Linked DNA regions of Zea mays: regions 1 and 3 are each linked to region 2. A link is a contact called in public Hi-C data. All regions are on one chromosome and are shown on one strand. The core of a region is the stretch at or near the end of the contact, and the rest is flanking DNA. Distances in the headings are between cores, read along the strand shown.

Region 1 (4,012 bases), core at 1,501-4,000, 450 kb after region 2:
TGCCGTGTGTCTCAGACACACGGCAAAGGAGCTGATTCCGGTAGTGTGCCATTGGTAATAATAATCGTTTTAATTGTTTGCCATGTTGCCTCCCAACCCCGCGACCATCAATCGGTGCCCCACTGGTAATAACAGGCTGCCACCGCACTTCCTTTCCTTCAAGATTTGAGTGCGAGTCGCATTCCCAAAAAAAAAAATCGTGTCACGGCATCGGAAACGTCGCCGTGGTCTTGTCGACGCTGTTATCCTGAATCTGCGCTGCCCTTCTCCTCTCCCGTGGTTAAGCAACCAGAGGTTCGTCCATCCGGTAGCGTAATCGGCACAAACTTGAGAGCCTAAAGCCAACTCCAGTCTCCAGCAAACAAAAGAAGCACCGTGTACAACAGATATGCAGATGCAGCATTACATGATGGTTACCCGTACAGACACGCGCACGCTCAAGAAGTCAAGACTCGTCGCAGGGAAAATGAAGAAAGAATACAGGTTTATAGGAGGGCGGTCAGAGATCTGGGGCTCTTTTTGGCTTTACAACGGGAGGAGGCTGGCAGGACGATCCATGGCGGACGCATACACGGCATGGCACAGAGAGATAGAGAACAGTTGTGACGCACTTGGTTACACGAAATGGTAGCAGAGATATGTGGGAGTAATAAAATATGATCGATCGTGTAGCAAGTAAAATGGCTGTCAGGCCAGGAGCCAGAAGTTCTTCTGCCACCGGGTGCTGACGAGGTACCCGCCGACGGCCTTGCTCTGCTTCCTCACCGCCAGCGTCAGGCACTCCGCCTGGTCGATGCACTGCTCCACGAACTCCTCGCTGCTGCTCCGCAAGAAACTGTAAAAAACAAGAGAGAAAGGATTACAGCACCGGAATTCCAATAAGACAGACAGACAGACAGAAAGGGGTATGGTAATGGTATGGTGCCCATCGAATGGGGCTTACCAGCTTAGCCAGCGGTAGCAGGGAGACGGCCTGCCCTGGCCGAGCACCAGCACGGAGGCCTCCAGCTTCTTCACCTGGCTGAGCACGGTGCCCAGCTTGGGGCCTTGGATCACCAGGGCTTCAACCTCCACCTACCATCATTCACACACCCAAATAAAAAATCTCTCTTCGTGAGCCATCATGACCTTCAACCTTCATGCATTTACAGGCCAGAACAAGAGACAGAGGAACAGTTGATGCATGCACCTCTGCTGTTTGTCACACTTAAGCAGGCAGGCAGGTGCACAGACAAGAAAATAACTATGCATGGCTTTTGATCGAAGCAAACAAAAACAGGACAGCAGAGCGAAAGAGATTGCGTTTCATAATGATGGGGTTTATGGTTTCAGATTTTAGGGGACCATGTCCATGAAGGACATGCAGAGCCCCACACTCTGTGGCTTACCGCTCACTTCTTCTTTTGTGTTTTGGTCTGTCTCGGATCTAGATCCTGATCCATGCATACACGAAAGTGGATCCTGATCTCATCTGTGATCTCTCAAACTGGCTACAAGTGTAAAAAAAATGACAGTCTTGAGGCATCAGGTGATGAGTGCCTTCTCCAGATCACCTAACAACCAGAATCCCCCCCCCCCCCTTTATACCATGCAGTGCAGTAGATATATTGAGCATTTTGCTGGTGTCATTGTTTAATTTTAACTAACTCGTACTTATTCTCTTGTTGGTGTAATCTATCGTTTTCAGTAGTGTACTACTGCCTCAGTTCCAGAATAGTATTTATTTTAGTTCTTAATTTTTATGTCTATATTCAAATAGATGCTTATATATATATATATATATATATATATATATATATATATATATATATATATATATATATATATATATATATATAACATACACTAATTATTGTATAAATCTACTCAAAAGCCAAAACGAATTTTATTTTGGTACAAAGGGAGTTATATCTTGGTACAAAGGGAGTGTTATTCTCCTGTGCATGGATCCAAGCATATGGTACCAAAAGAAGGTTAGCTGTAGCCAAAGTTGGTGCGAATGTGCACTAGTACTAGTAACGAGCAGCTAATTATAACCAAGCTTCCACTCACTAGTCAGCAAACGCAAGTGCATGTGTGTCTGCAGATGCGCACCTCTGGCCTGGACGCCTTGCAGAGCGTGCCGAGCGAGTTGGCGAGGGAGGAGGCCTCCTCGCCCCTGCTACAGCCGCCGCCGGAGGCGGAGTGCGGCAGCAGGACGTGGAGCAGCGTCAGGAAGTCCCCCTTGCTGGCGACGTGGGTGAGCGCCCACATCATGGCGTGCTTGGAGCCCGAGGTGTCGTCCACCACCACTATCACCCGCTTCCTCGCGGCGGCAGAGGCGGCCTCCGCCTGCTGCTTCACGTCGTAGTCGTCGTACCCGCCGCAGTAGCCCCTCGCGGCGGCGGCCCGCTTCCTGGACCACCGCCGGGAGCCCCTCCTCTCCGCGCAGTACTCCTTGTGGCCCAGCTGCTGGCCGCCGCAGACCCCTTCGTCGCCGCCGTTGCTCGCGCTCAGCTGCCTCAGGAAGCGCTCCTCCGCGCTGCTCGCCATGTACCAGAGCTTCGTCTTCGTGCTGCAGCCGCGCACGATGCAATGCGGTCGCAACTGTGTGCGAGTGCGGGCAAAGCGAAGCTTAAGGTGGCGTGTTGGTGCAAGCTCTGCACGGACGAGGACGACGAGTACCGTCGACTCAACCGTGTGCACCGTGCGGTGTGGTATGGGCGTATGGGCTTATGGCTACGTGCAGAGGCCAGAGGGGGAGAGCGGAGCGGATGGACGGCGAGGCGGAGCAAAGGACAAGGCCGCATAAAAGCTGAGATGGTCACGATCTTATTGGAATAGCAGCGCTATCGTCACCTTTATTAAATGGTACTACTACTCCTAGCTGCGAAAGAAAGTAACCTGCAGCTTAGTGCATGTATTTTTGTCAGACAGTGAAGCGCAAGAATCTATCAACCATATAAACATAACATAGCTCTAAGTCAACTAATTCTAAGTTTATGTATAAAACTATTCATTCCGACAGAGTTCTAAATGTGGATATTATCTTATATGAATTAAATCAAATAGATTGATATTTTTAATTATAGAATTACATTCTTTAGACAGGGAGAATAATACAATAATTTTATTTAGTTTTTTCTATGTATATTATTTTTATATTAATTATAATTTAAAAATAAAGAGGTGAATGTTGTTTAGACCTTGTTTGAATGCACTATAGCTAATAGTTAGCTACTAGCATTAGTCAAAAACATCTTAACAGCCTATCTAATAGTTCAATATTAACTACTTTTAGTAAATTAGTTATTATTTATATGTCTATTTGTTAGCTAGTTAATATGCTACTAAATATTAGCTGTAATGTATTTAAAAACCTTTTGATACGGTAAATCTTAGCACTTTTTTATATAGAATTTAGTTAGATTTTCAAAAAAAAAAGATAAAGTAGCTGAAAGCTGAGGATGCTAGTACTATCAGCAGAGCATGCATACGGGTAAATTAAACAGAAAAGGAGTGAACAGCACTCTGCCGCACCTGCGATGTATATATTATATTGATTTGCAGTTGATCCATCAGCTGATTTCTCAACGCTGGCTTGATTCAATCTATTATTTTACTGCAGCTGACGGTGTAAAATTTTACTCGAACGAGACAGGGATGAGATTCCCGTGTCGCTGCGGTAGAGTAGAATATATATGTGATTCGTGTGTCTGAGGGTAGATTCGTCTTTGGCATTACCAAATTTCACATGCGTACGGATGTTCTGGATGGGTGCCCGGCGGCGAGGGAATTCGATTGGTATCGTTAGCTCCAAAGCCGTGATGGATTGGTCAATACGGCATCAATCGCTCGCAATGTGCGGGTTTCTTGGCCGTATCTCCGGAGGTGTCATGTGTACATTTGGGCCGGGCTTAATGGACTGACACGAAGCACGAAAAAAAGCACGGCCCAAGCACGGCACGGCACGAAATCATTTCGGGCCGGGCCGGGCCGCCCCGGCCCGATGTATCGGGCCGTGCTTGGGCCG
Region 2 (3,751 bases), core at 912-3,411:
GGGACCGGCAAGAAGATGGCAGGACTGCAATGTGAGGTGATCAGATGGCAAGGGCGGCAAGCGCAGGGCACAATCGCGCAAGGGCAAGGCTTTCGCGTGCGTTTGTGGCGGCCGGCGGTGATTAGGGATTTTTTTATTCCAATTACCGTGGTGTCCAGGTAGTTGAATCAACATGGGCCTAATTAGATTAGTTTTACGTGGACCTGGCCATAATACGTATATACACTATATGTATACCTGGGGTGGGGCCCCTGGAATTTTGGGGCCCAGTGCAGCCGCTCCGGTTGCCCGCCCTCAGGACCGGCCCTGCGCCGGCCACGGGGGAGTCGCTGTCGTTGTGCAGGGTCAGGTCGTCGCGGAAGACGTAGATGCTGCCGAAGGGCCTGGTGGTGTCGCTCGAGGGGGCGCCTTCGTCGCCGGTGACGACGACGTACCCGGTCTCGTTCAGCCTGTCGTGCTGGTACACGGTGAAGATATCGATCTTGCCGGCCATTGTTGTCGCGGCCGACACAGGAGAGAATCGATGAGGCTGGAGCTGGTAAACGAGCCATGGGATCAGGCATACCAGCAAGGTTTTAGTGCTTGTACCCATGGTGATTGTTTGGATTGCCACCTGTTTTTTTTTCAGAGTTCGAAGGTGAATGTCCCGGCCGTTTCGGTTCGTTCAATGCCACCAGATTGCAACCTGACTTTTACCTGACGTAGGGTGTTTGGTGGCATCGGTAGCTTGTTTCTTGGTGTGCTACTGTCAACTTGATCTTGCTAATCCCTTTGTCTAAAAATAAAAATAATAATCTTGCTACCCGTCTACCCGAGTCAAACACCTTAGTACATTATAATTGACAACTGATTTGAGCGACTGTAGCACCAAATAATCATCAATAATGAAACTATGTATAATGTTTGGTTCTATAAGAAAAACTGATTATTTTTTATTTAACTTTATTATACTAAAAGATCAGAGGAAGATTCACCGTGTTCTGTGGGGCGTTGGGATTAATTTTAGATAACATAACAAAATCTCAGTTTGTATCATCTGATAATGGTACACAACTGAGAATGCAAACAAGTCGGAGGATCCATGCGACTCAATTCTTACATTCAGGAATAGAAATAAAAGCAAAAAAACATAGACAAGTTTAGTGTAACCAGGACAAATGACTAAGGTTGGGAGGGCTCTTAAACCGGCTCTGGTTTCGGCTCCTAGAGAAGCCAGAAGCCCTCATAAACAGTCTTCAAAAAGAGTTCCTAACAAAAAACACTTAGGAGCCATAGCCATTTCTAGAAAGAGAAGCCGGAGCCAAAAAAAAAAAAAAGCTCCTAACGTCTCCTCCTTCCACTCTCCATCTTGCCCTTCTCTTACGTTAAGAGAAGTCATGCTGCTAAACAATTTGTTAAAAAAATACTAGCTCCTATAGAGAAACTGCTCTTGAAGAGAAACAAGAGCCGGAGTTATTTTCAAAGAAGCCAAAGCTGTGCTAAATATGCCCTACGACTATCTCCACCAAACTCTCTATCTCACCTCATATTTTTAAATACTACTACATAAATAGTATAGTTTACTGTGCAAAACAGTGTTTTGTGTGGCGATCGGCGATATGCACGATCTGCTTTGTTGCTCGTTATGTCTTTTGATGAGAGTTGACAGTGTTTTAGGTGCCTGTCCTAGTACAACCTTGACGTGCCTCTCATCGACGTTGTCTTTGTGAAAGATGTTTGATAGTCTATCAATCGAATAATATGATCAACACTAATTTAATCAGTTTTTTTTTCTAATCTTAGATTGTAATATTATGTGTCAATCTTAGATGTGCTAATCTTAGATTGTAAGATCGTTTTTGCACCACATGCACTGGTGCGGTTACCACGGGACTGCCGTGACGTATATGACAAGGCGTTCTTTGTCCTAGAGATCTAGATCCAAGCTGTGGATTTTCTCGAGACCAACAGCAATTTTCGTCTGTCTGTGTATATGGCCTAGTAAGCCCATAATTTAAGACCGGCCCGATCCAAGACTAAGAGGCCCATCCCGGAAGTCCGTTTTCTTTCCTTGTTGGCGTGTCCAAGGAAATACGCCGTCATGCGTCATTGCTTACACGACGCTGACTACGCGACTTCGACGCGGGCCGGCAAGCCGAACCGATTCCGGCGGAGTCCGGATGATTCGTATTGCTGCGCGTTATTAAAACTTTGCGGTGCGACCAACCAAACCCAATGTTTTTGAGGCGCCCGTCCAAGCATCCCATCCATTCTCTCTCGCTGCTCTGCTCCCCACGGACCACGGGGCACCACCACAAACCAGACGCGACGCACGCGCGCAAAATCATCCGGCGGAGCCAGGGCGGAGGCAAGCCAGAGACGCGGCACGCGACGCGTGAGGGCGAGGAGCAGCGGCAGCGCGGGCGCGGCGACACCGCGAGGACAGAGCGAGACGCAGCGGCGGAGGAGGGGCAGAGGCGAGCGCCGCCTAGAGTCCCTGCTACCATGGACACTTTCTTCCTGTCGCACGGCTCGCCCACGCTCTCCATCGACGACAACATCCCGGCGCGGCACTTCTTCAAGTCGTGGGTGCCGGCGAAGGTCGCGGGCGACCAGCCCCCGCGCGCCATCCTCGTCGTGTCGGGACACTGGGACACGGCCACGCCGGAGGTCAACGTCATCCGCGGCAGCAACGACACCATTTACGACTTCTATGGCTTTCCCAAGCCCATGTACAAGGTCCGCTCGATGCCTACCAACCACCATGCTCTCTCTCTCTCTCTCTCTCTCTCTCGCGCGCGCGAAGAATCCGTTGTGAAGCCTCACCGATTTAGATGATCCAGCGCGTCAAACTAGGGGCCCGCATAGGCAACTTTGCGAGCCATTTGGATAGAGTTCTTGTCTTCCTCTGCGCAAGGGAAAAGGTCAAAAATCGGAAATTCTCCCATTCTTATAGAACATGTGATGGCCGATGCAGTTGATCGTTACAGTCGTTCGTTGTTGAAATCCTTCTCGGGTAGACAAGATGGCCCACGCAGTGCTTTTGAGTTACCCCCCAGCAGATCATGATCTATGCAGGTCCAGAAATGGGGGTTCTTGTCTCGAATCATGAGATCACTGGTGCCAGTGACCGATGTTCTGGTTAACTCAACATGGAATTTAGATGTGAAAAATGCAGTATCATAGATCCATAGGCCATTCATTGGGGGAAAGTAGCCAGCCTCTTGCAGATGTAGACATCTAGCTGACCTGAACGCCACCAACCCCGGTGTCCCTTCTCCTGATAGACTCGCTTGTCAGCAGCCACAGTGACGCTTGATGGCTCGCTCACATAGAAGTAGGTAAGGTGCGCCTGCCACTAGCATTTACCGAACTGACTGACGTGTTTTAATGTGCCAGATCTAATAGCTAGTTGGCAAAAATTTAAGTAAAATTAGTTGATTTTAGCTTAGTTGAACGAGCTAATTAACTAATGGGTAGTTAAGGGTGCAGCTAATAGTTAGCTAGACTACTAGTTAGAGGTGTTTAGATGTCTCCAATCAAAAGCAGCTAATCTCTGAACTATTATGTTAGAATATCTCTAGCTAATTTTAATATCTAACCATTAGCTCTAGTGTATTTATATAACAATCGGCCGGGATTCTGTATTTCTATTTTATGATGATCTCGGTCAAAGTAAAAAAAAAGTGGCGTTTTTTTTCCTGTGATGTATGCCTACTGTATTATCTCACAAGCAATTGTTTTACTAGTATTCACAGTTTAGGTACTGTTA
Region 3 (3,554 bases), core at 393-2,892, 280 kb after region 2:
CACTTTAAAGTTCCTAGCCCCTCCTGTAGCAACATCATCAGCAAAAAAAGAGAGAGCAATTTTACCCACATTGCTTGCTAATATTATCAGGAGAAGGCACTTATTAAAAAAACAGGCATGTGCATCTTTCTGTCTTCAGTCTATCAGTTGCAAGCAAGACAGCATAATAGCAGTAAAAGGTCCTGGTTGCTACACCTTATTAATATATGATTATTTTTTCATTGGAATGTTTTATAATCCACTCCTAGGAATAGTATACCACATTATCTGAAACAAGGTACTTAGCTCGAGGATAACTAACATCTATGTACTATTGATGTTCCTTCAGCTCTACCTTTTCCAACAAGCAATGCCAACAGTATATTCTTCCAAGTCTATATATTTATTGTTTTAACTGAAGGCAATTCCAATTAACATGAACTGTTTTAATGGAAACCATTGTTTTTAGGACACTTAAGTAGCACCGTGTTAAAGCTACACATTTAAGCATTTTATTCTTTACTGGATGCCTACACAATAGCCTCATTGAGCACTTGAGGCTGGCCATCTATAAAAATTAGGCAATTTGTTGCCATCTCTTTAAGCTCTTTGCTGATTTTAATGCTATGAAGGAACCTTTAGTGCATAAAATCATGGTAGTTCGTTTGTGGTCATGCGTGGAAGTACATATAAAATTTCTAGCAATACGTCAATATCTAAGAGGTATAATGACAATTATGATTGTTCTTTTTCAAAATCTTATAGGTTATATATTGCTCTACTCAACTCACTAGAACTTCTCATAAAACACTTAAGCAAGCAAGCTAATTATTTCTTCTGTGCTGCCTTGTACAGTTCTGATTTCTGAAAGATGATAAATATCTAACCATGCTGGGGAGTAGGAGGCCTAGATCTTTGAACCCCAAGGGAAGCAAGATTACAGTTAGCCCTCCTCCCATCAATCACCGGTGCAGGATCAACGCAAGCTCTCATTGCCGCATCCGAGTCCCGGAAGGTAACCTACAATGTGAATTCACGGTGCATGGTTAACTGAAATTAAACAAACACTATATGTTGCATCAGAAAAGAAAGAAAAGTGACACATCAACAGGGGAGAGAAATGTTTATAAAGTCTACTGAAATTAAATGCATATAAAGGAGATGAATTGTGTAGAATCATACAAATCCGTAGCCCTTGGATCTGCCAGTGTTCTTGTCAGTGATGACAACAGCCTCCAGGATCTCTCCAAACTGCTCGAAATACTTCCTCATAGTCTCCTTCTGGGTTTCCCACGCGAGTCCCCCAACAAAAACCTTGGTGTAGGTCGTGTCCCCAAACTGCCCCATCACACTCGGTGGACTCATGGTATTTCCAACTTAGAAGCAGCAAATCTATCTCCAACAATCAGCAGCAAGGTCAGCAACTTAGGATCTGAACTGCCGGGACTAAGTTCTTGTTAGAGGAGAGAAAGAGAGGAGGGAGGGAGGAAAGCTAAAGGTTAGAGGAAAAGGGGTAGAGGAGAGAGAGGGCGAGGTACAGAAACATCAATATATACTAGTGTTTGCTATAATGCACCAGCGAGGTCCTTTTGGTCCAAAGCACGCTCATATTAAAATACCATGCACCGGGAGACACCCACCCCCGCCAATAGTAGGTAAAAATGGCCGTGCTGCCCCTATCAGAGTGAACAGTAGTTACAGGGTGGTGTTGGGCTGTCCTTGTCTGTAGAGTGGTAGAAACACAACGGATGGCGGGGACTGGGGATTAGTCCAACGGGATTATGGAGCTTAGGAGGATTCTTTCCGAACTTATCTGGATCTTAACATGTGTTGTTCTTTTTGCATTTGGATTTTGATTGTCATTTGAGCTTTGCTAATTGTTCAGTTCCACGGCTTTATAACGTGAGGAAAAATATTTAATGAATTTTTACTTATTAACACGGTTCTTATTTCTATTGCTGTTGTAGCGGGGCATAGTTGGTGATAGCACGGTATTTTTAAGGCACTATATACTGTTAGTAAACCATATCTCTAGGTGGTTAAGAGACCACCTGTATTTGCTGTGCAAAAAAGTTTGATGATTAGCTGATTAAATTTGACCTTTATACCCTTGTTTCTTATAGCCTAGAAAATACCATGGCCCATCTGTGAAATTTGAATGTTTTGAAGCCATTTATTACAGCGAATAAAAACGCTAGAGGCTAGATCAATGATCTGATGTTATTGTGAGCATTTGTGATCCTAGTCCACTTGAGTGAGTGCGACATGCTGTGGTGGAGGCCGGAGACTTTTGCATAGTACATCATCAATAATGCACAAAGGCATTCTTTAGAAGTGAAGATATTTGATATGGGTTGCCTAGCACTGGTAAACAGAAGGGAGATGCGTGATGTGTCATCAGGTCTGATCTGGAGATGGACGGCTGGAGACGCTTGCCCATTTGGTGTGGTTGGGATCTGCTCAATCGCTTGATAAGGACTCAGCCCCATAGCTTTTGCCTCCTAGCTCCTAACTCTAGACCTCTCGTTGTTTATATTATAAGCCATCTCTGATAATAACATCCTCCATAGCTCGATCATCCCTCAAAAACAGCAACGATATAACCTTTTTGACGGTGTGGCCACGTGTACGTAGTATACGTACCTATCCATGCAATGTCTTGCTGCTGACTAATAATAGGCGTCCCTTTCTTACCTGGCGAATATAGGAGAATATACAAAAAGAACATTATGCTAAGGTATATGGCACGAAAGCTTTATTATATTTATATTACTAACAGTGGAAGTGCATACCTATGGGTGATTATGCATAAAATCATTTGCCGTATTTTTTGTTATTAATATATAATATAGCCAATCTGCGATGGGTGAGTGGGCTCCAACGGATTGTATTGGGGACAAATAAGTTAAGTTACAATTTTTTATAGTTTTGTTGTGTGATTAGAGAAAGTCGTAAATCAAGAAGGATGGAATGTCCCAGTCTAATCTGTTGAAAGTTCTCAGAGGATAGTATCGCTGTGTGGGGCGGCTATTGCCTGCTAATTTAGCAGACTGAGGTGTGAATGCGGTTTAGGTCGATTAGCTTCCATTTTGGACAAGGCGCACTGTTTTGCTGTGTGTGCCCTGAATTTGTCCAGAATCCCCGTGAAGAATTAATGCTTGGTGAAACGAACAATGTCATGTGATGTTTCTCCAGAAATGTGGTCCCGTTCATTTTTTTTATATAGTTGGTGGTGATTGCAGTACTGAAGTTATCCTCCCTGGAAGCTGGAACGATTGAACTGTAGTGGTCGGTGTTAATATAGTACAAAGTCTAGCATTTGGCATGAAGAATAATATTCTGAATACTGTTTTCTTTCGTCAGCTGTTCCTCTCTCCCGGCAATTCTTCTTCCGTTCTTGCTCTAATCATTTGGCCACCTACTTCATCGCGAAGGTAAGTCTTTTATTACATTCTGTTGAAGTACGTATTTCACAAGGGAGGAATCAAGCCTGGTCCAATATCGTCTGACGTACGTATCAGTATCCTGGATTTTGTTTCCCCAATTTGTGTCCGTTGCCTGTTTGACTGGCCTTG

What was found. A called contact is a pair of places that touch in the nucleus more often than the background predicts.
Region 1: a Hi-C map of ear shows a contact between it and region 2, with 2.0 times the contacts expected there. The contact joins the promoter of LOC100193959 here to the promoter of pco060792 in region 2. A contact is called at or near these places in 3 of 25 Hi-C or Micro-C datasets (bundle sheath, ear and tassel).
Region 3: a Hi-C map of tassel shows a contact between it and region 2, with 2.6 times the contacts expected there. The contact joins the promoter of LOC103636431 here to the promoter of pco060792 in region 2. A contact is called at or near these places in 8 of 25 Hi-C or Micro-C datasets (bundle sheath, ear, endosperm and 4 more).

The regions. Positions count from the first base shown.
Region 1 is chr8:172,198,432-172,202,443 of Zm-B73-REFERENCE-NAM-5.0, forward strand. It overlaps LOC100193959 (Adenine nucleotide alpha hydrolase-like superfamily protein), which reads right to left and starts at 2,751. Exons shown (of 3, transcript NM_001139028.1): 1 at 2,095-2,751; 2 at 944-1,074; 3 at 330-835. The coding sequence starts at 2,532. The coding sequence ends at 688.
Region 2 is chr8:171,746,875-171,750,625 of Zm-B73-REFERENCE-NAM-5.0, forward strand. pco060792 reads left to right here and starts at 2,162. Exons shown (of 3, transcript NM_001153652.2): 1 at 2,162-2,718. The coding sequence starts at 2,215. LOC100277098 reads right to left here and starts at 856. Exons shown (of 4, transcript XM_020542790.3): 1 at 302-856. The coding sequence starts at 592.
Region 3 is chr8:172,024,673-172,028,226 of Zm-B73-REFERENCE-NAM-5.0, forward strand. It overlaps LOC103636431 (RNA-binding protein 24-B), which reads right to left and starts at 1,643. Exons shown (of 6, transcript XM_008658782.3): 1 at 1,162-1,643; 2 at 867-999; 3 at 1-23. The coding sequence starts at 1,344.